2 separate regions of the Hordeum vulgare genome follow, and region 2 is linked to region 1. A link is a contact called in public Hi-C data. All regions are on one chromosome and are shown on one strand. The core of a region is the stretch at or near the end of the contact, and the rest is flanking DNA. Distances in the headings are between cores, read along the strand shown. Region 1 holds the start of LOC123439125 (serine/threonine-protein kinase SAPK3). Region 2 holds the start of LOC123439173 (mediator of RNA polymerase II transcription subunit 31).

Evidence for each region. A called contact is a pair of places that touch in the nucleus more often than the background predicts.
Region 2: a contact with region 1 is called in a Hi-C map of leaf, with 2.8 times the contacts expected there. The contact joins the promoter of LOC123439173 here to the promoter of LOC123439125 in region 1. A contact is called at or near these places in 2 of 6 Hi-C or Micro-C datasets (leaf and seedling).

The regions. Positions count from the first base shown.
Region 1 is chr1H:382,743,003-382,746,162 of MorexV3_pseudomolecules_assembly, forward strand. LOC123439125 (serine/threonine-protein kinase SAPK3) reads left to right here and starts at 1,416. Exons shown (of 9, transcript XM_045115876.1): 1 at 1,416-1,821; 2 at 2,022-2,096; 3 at 2,522-2,623; 4 at 2,735-2,788; 5 at 2,868-2,960; 6 at 3,057-3,149. The coding sequence starts at 1,699.
Region 2 is chr1H:383,349,366-383,352,525 of MorexV3_pseudomolecules_assembly, forward strand. It overlaps LOC123439173 (mediator of RNA polymerase II transcription subunit 31), which reads left to right and starts at 1,713. Exons shown (of 6, transcript XM_045115918.1): 1 at 1,713-1,897; 2 at 2,004-2,107; 3 at 2,503-2,599; 4 at 2,684-2,762; 5 at 3,159-3,160. The coding sequence starts at 1,839.

The DNA.
Region 1 (3,160 bases), core at 166-2,665:
GAGTGGCGAGTTGCTCCACGCCAATAAAACAGGGAGCACGACGATGATCGCGCCTCTCGTGTCTTCGACGGCACCATCCATGCCGGTGATTGCGCATCCCGTGCATGTGGTCGCGCCATGGAGGCAAAGATAGAAGCCGGGTGCGCGGAGAGTGACGAGTCGGTGGCCAGCGCCTCCACGTCCGTCGTCATCATCGAGGAGAAGTAGAACATGGGAGGCCGCCGCCGCTTGGGTCCCATGAAGGCCATCGTCGGTGCAACATCGACGTACACACCGGGTGTCTTTCCCGGTTCTTCTCTTGCGAAGACCTTCGTCGACCCTGCATTAGCTGCACGGAAGCGGAGGTGCCCGTTTCCCCTCCTGCTGAAACATCAGTCGGGGGTTCCGCTTCGACGAGCGGTGGGGAAGCGAGGCATGCTTTGCGCTGAAGCATATGCTTATGGAGCTTCCGGCAGTCCGGCAAGCGGACTACTGGACATGGGGAAGACAAAGGGATCCACCGCGAGCGGCCATAGACTAGTATAGCATATACGGATCATGGGAGTGAAGCTCCGCGCGATCGTACATGCACATAGTTTTTATCTTTTTAGTGAAAATATGTTTAAAATGTAATAAAATTCGTCGTATTTGTACGAAATCCGTCATGTTTGCATGAAATCCAGCCGTGTTTGCATGAATTTCATCCGGTTGGTTCGAATTATTATCAAAAATGTATGCGGCTACCATTAATGTCGTCCTTCGCATCCATGTGTATGGACTAATCCCCTGTCTGCGAACGGATGCAAGAGAAAATTTGTGCGCTGCCATTAAACATGTTTTAAGTTCATTTATTTTGTTGTGTATATAATCTATAATGAAAAATTTAGAAAAACTTATAGAGTACTTAAAAATGGAGGAAGTATATTTTAGATCGATAACTAGCTAAATTCATCACGATAAAACTATACTAGCCCACTTGGTCGATCTTGATTAAAAGATGGTTGTCCGACGTTTTAGTCTCGAATCAAACACCCATCATGCTAGCCCTGTTTTCCTCTCGTGCATTGAGCTTGGTGATTTCTTGGTAGCACTGGCATCTAGTCTTGTCTAAAAGAAACAAGGGAAGGATGAGCCAAGATCGAATTTAAATTGAGATTATAAAAAAGGATCGCATTTGTCAGAACATCACGGTGGGAAAACCCCAACCAAAAATCTAACCAAATTGCGAAAAAAAAAGGACACCTAGGTGGGCAACGCGTCAAGCCCATGCGTCCAGAGATGCCACGTCACCCCATCGGACGTGCCATCTAACCAAGGGGGGGCCCGCCTGCCGCCCCCGATTAGGTGAGCTCCCGGCGGGTCCCACGCGGCCGCGACGTATCTCCTGGCCCACCCCCAATTCAAAAAACCGCCACTGCCTCCCACACGTGTCGGCCATCGCGCGTCTCTCCGCCGCCCTCGTTCCGTCGCTTCCGCCCCAGCCCCGAGCCGAGGCTTCGCTTCGCTTTCCGGTGACGGCGCGCGCAACTCTATATTTTTCTCCGCCTCTTGGTCCTCTGCTGGGTCAGCAACAGCAGCAGCACCACCACCACCACCAGCAGCAGCAGCAGGAGGAGGAGGTTTGCTCTGAGTCGGGCTTCTCTCGCGGTCGGATTCGTTCGAGTTGGAGCCGCCCCTCGAAACCTTGGGAGTTGGGATTGAGGCGGGCGGGTGGTGGCGATGGAGGAGAGGTACGAGGCGTTGAAGGAGTTGGGGACGGGAAACTTCGGGGTGGCGAGGCTGGTCAGGGACAAGCGCACCAAAGAGCTCGTCGCCGTCAAGTACATCGAGAGGGGCAAGAAGGTATATATGTCGTGGTCGTGGTTCTCCGTTCCTTCCCTGTGTTCTTTACTTCTGACTTCTGAGGTTTGGTCGTTGAGCACTCGTGGATTTGGGGGTTCTTCTTGAAGAATCAATTCTCGATAAATGGCAGTGTAGTGACTGTGGCTGCAGGTTTGTGTTGCTGGATGTGTGATTTCTGGGGTCTGTTTGTGTGCGTGCAGATTGATGAGAATGTGCAGAGGGAGATCATCAATCACCGCTCGCTCCGGCACCCTAACATCATACGATTCAAGGAGGTAATTGCCCGTTCTTCTTGACTCGTTAGTCGTTTGTTAAGTTTGTTGATTCTCAGTTACATTAGTTTGGTTAAATTAAATACTTCATAAATTTGAAGGTTCTGAAGTATGAACACTGAAGTACTCTGTTTCTTCCAGAAAGCAGAATTGACACCCTAATATTTTTGGGAATAAATGACGATTATCTTTTTGAATGTTTGCGTCATGACTGCTCTGCCAGTTATTAGTAATGGTTTTTTGGTCAAAACTTAGTATTGTTGGGCTGGGCGGCACTGAACCCCTACATTTCAGGGTCACTATGGTTGGTGATAATGAGTTCAGAATCATCCAAGTTTGTCCTAGAATGTCTCTGTCCTGATATTCAACTAAGCAAATTGTCAGCTTTAGATAAAATTGAATTGCCTTGCTAATAATATCGAGGACAGGTTTGTGTAACTCCGACGCACCTTGCCATCGTCATGGAATATGCTGCTGGCGGAGAACTCTTCGAAAGAATATGCACCGCGGGCCGATTCAGTGAAGATGAGGTTGCTCTTGAACATACTTACCTTGCTATGTCATCAGATTATCTTTATTCTGAACCTTGTCTGCTAACAGTATAAGTAATCATGTAACCTGTTTGCTATGCGTGTCAACAGGCAAGATACTTCTTCCAGCAACTACTTTCAGGGGTCAGCTACTGCCATTCTATGGTACGCTTTGCCTTTTGAAATTCATGAAAGAAAACAAATGCAAAACCCAAGTGCTCATGAACTAATGCTGCAAATGCAGGAAATCTGTCACCGTGATCTTAAACTGGAAAACACTCTCCTGGATGGGAGTCCAACACCTCGAGTGAAAATTTGCGACTTTGGTTACTCAAAGGTACTAACAGACTAACAGTTACCGTTATGTTTCCAGTTTTGCTAGAATTGACCTTTCTCTGTCCTTACTGACCAAATTGGCTATCGTGATTTTCAGTCTGCTTTGCTGCATTCCAAACCAAAATCAACAGTTGGTACTCCAGCATACATAGCGCCGGAAGTTCTTTCGAGAAAAGAATATGATGGCAAGGTAAGTTCTGC
Region 2 (3,160 bases), core at 463-2,962, 610 kb after region 1:
AGCGAAAGGCGCGTTTTTGCATTTGGGAGAGGCACGCCCGTGCCTTTGTGAAAGGGAAAAACGTTTTTTCTGTTTTTTTGCGATAGGCACGGTTTTGCTTCCGTGAAAGGCACGGTTTTGCCTTCGCGAGAGGCACGCCCCGAAAGAGAAAAAACGTGTTTTCTATTTTTTCGATAGGCACGGTTTTGCTTCCGCAAAAGACACGGTTTTGTCTTCGCGAGAGGCACACACATGCCCCTCCCGAAAGGAAAAAAACACATTTTGTGCTCTCTCTTTTTTTCTACGAGAGGCATGATTTTGCTTCCGCGAGAGGCAGAGTTTTGCCTTCGCAAGAAGCACGACCCGTGCCTCTCGAAAAAGGGAAAAAATACGTGTTTTCTGTTTTTTCTATCATGTGATGCATGTTTTTTTTGTACGTATTTTTCTTTCAGTTTTTTTTCGTGAAAAGAAAAGTTCGTCAAAACTTATCAACATGAAATCTAGCTTTGAAGATCTCGACGTGAGAAAACCAACGGTGAAAATGGTTGGAGATTTGGACGCATGGTTTAGGAGATAAAATATTTTGAAAATACGGGTCTACGAAAAAAGGAAAACTTGGCATGCAGTGCGCCACTTGTCACAACCTGTGGAGGTGAGAGTAATCGTTGGAAGATGCGAAATCACTATTTAGCGAATACACTTTTCAACCATGCCTTTTGCAGAAGCAAAACTGTGCCTCTCGCGAAGACAAAATCGTGTCTTTTACGGAAGCAAAACCGCGTCTCTCGTAAAAAAATAGAAGACGCGTTTTTTCCCTTTCGAGAGAGACACGGACATGCCTCTCGCGAAGGCAAAAACCGTGTCTTCCACGGAAGCAAAACCATGCCTCTTGCAAAAAACAGAAAATGTGTTTTTTCCCTTTCCGAAAGGCACGGGCGTGCCTCTCGCGTAAGCAAAACCATGCCTCTCGCGAAGGCAAAACCGTATCTTCCACAGAAGCAAAACCGTGCCTCTTGCAAAAAAAAATGTGTTTTTTCCCTTTCTGAAAGGCACGGACGTGCCTCTCGCGTAAGCAAAACCATGCCTCTCGTAAAAAAAAGACAAAAGAATGTGTTTTTTCCTTTCCGATAGGCACGGTCATGCCTATCGTGAAGGCAAAACCGTAACTCTTACAAAAACACAGAAAACGTTTTTTCGTGTAAAAAACAAAAAACGTGTTTTTTTCGTGAAAAAGAATTTTTGATTTTTTTCTTCCAAAAGTTACGAAGGACCATGAAAAGCCGTAATATCAAAAAAAATCGAAAAAAAATACTCGGTAAAAAGGCAAAATCGTGTATAGGAAAATAAAAAAATAAAATTTGAAGGAAACGCTCAGAACGCGACACGTGACGGCGGCCGGAAACGCGCCAAATGACGGCGCATGAGAGCGATCGCTGAGAGGCTCGTTCGCTAACTAATTGCTTCCTGAAAGATGTACTCCCTTCGTCCGGAAATACTTGTCCTAAAGATGAATGTATCTAGTCTTATTTTAATTATAGATATATCCATTATATTTATTTCTAGAACAAGTATTTTCGGACAGAGGGAGTACTCGCTAACCAGTGATTTTGCGAAAGCTCCAATACAAAATCAGTGCCAGACGTCCAGCCCAATAAGACCCTGCACGGTCCGGCGAAGAGGTAACAAGCCACAGGTCCCTAAAGCCCATATACAAGCCACAGGTCAGGTACGCTCCGTCGCTCCCTCAGAAAGAATACTGCCTCCCTAAAAAAACTAGGAAAAACAGTCTCCTCGCCGGCCAGTCGTCCTCGCCGTCGCCCTACCCATCTCGCCGGCGCCGTCGAAGGCCCGCGGGAAGCATGGATGCCATGGAGGAGGATACGCCTCCCGCGCCACCGCTACCGCCACCGCCTACGACGTCAGTGGGCGCCTCCCCTGTTTGCCCGCTTCTCTCATCTCCGTGTTTAGGTCACGCGAAAGCAAGCTCACATATCTCCCTGATCGGGGCGTCGTGTGGGTTGCAGGGGCGCGAAGCAGCCGCCGTACAAGGATCCTGACGACGGGAGGCAGCGGTTCCTCCTGGAGCTGGAGTTCATCCAGTGCCTGGCCAACCCCATCTACATCAACTGTACAGTAACTCTCCTCACAACCCCCGTTTCAACTGGTTGGTTAGAGATTAGCTTATTGGGTATCACAACGCAGCAAGTTTCATCATGGCCTTTTTGTGGCTTGAGTCCTGCAGCGAGGGCGAGTAGCTAGCTTATCAGTGAGAATTTGTCCTGTTGTTGAATGTGTTAGTCAGTGACTGTGATGGGCTCTCGAGTAACAAATTCACATGGTATGATTTTGTTTTGGTAAGACCGCGGAGTGTGATAAGGCAAGGGAGACTGGATTATGTATTGCTTATGTTTTGATTGTTGTTTCATGTGCTTCCGATGTATTCAGAGTCAATACTTTGTATGAGTATTAATTTTGATTCTGTTTGGGAGATGGAGTTATCTAGTATTTGTTTTGTTCAAGCAGACCTAGCGCAGAATCGGTACTTTGAGGATGAGGCGTTTATCGGGTATCTCAAGTACCTCAAGTATTGGCAGCGTCCGGAGTACATCAAATACATAATGTGAGTTACCTTATACTTTTGATTTGTGCAAATGGGTTGCTCGCGGACAAAATAATATGGTTATAAGTGTTACTAATGGTACAGGTATCCGCACTGCCTTTTCTTTCTTGAGCTCCTCCAAAATGCAAATTTCCGAAACGCAATGGCACATCCAGCAAGCAAGGTGACCTTTGACCCCATTTGGCTAGAATTGCACTCAAGCACCATTCTCACCCTTCACTGTTTACAAGCTCCTTTTTTCAAACCGTTTCTTTGGAATTGTCTGTTTTGAGATTATTACTGTTGCGGTGGGTTGGTAGTGAACATAAAGGATCTGGAAAATGATAAAATGTTGCTACGAATGCACATACAATTATATTAAGTCGCTATGTTTATTTCCTGAGGAATTGGTTAAAGCAGTTGTGTGTTCTGAAAGAATATTAAGCTGTGCACACTTCTAAATGTTCACCATTTTATCTGCAGAATATATTTTTTTAGTATTTGAAAAAACATGTTTAATTATTTAGGACATTGAATCATGTGTATGTAACTAACTCTTACCTGCAAATTTCTTTGACAGGA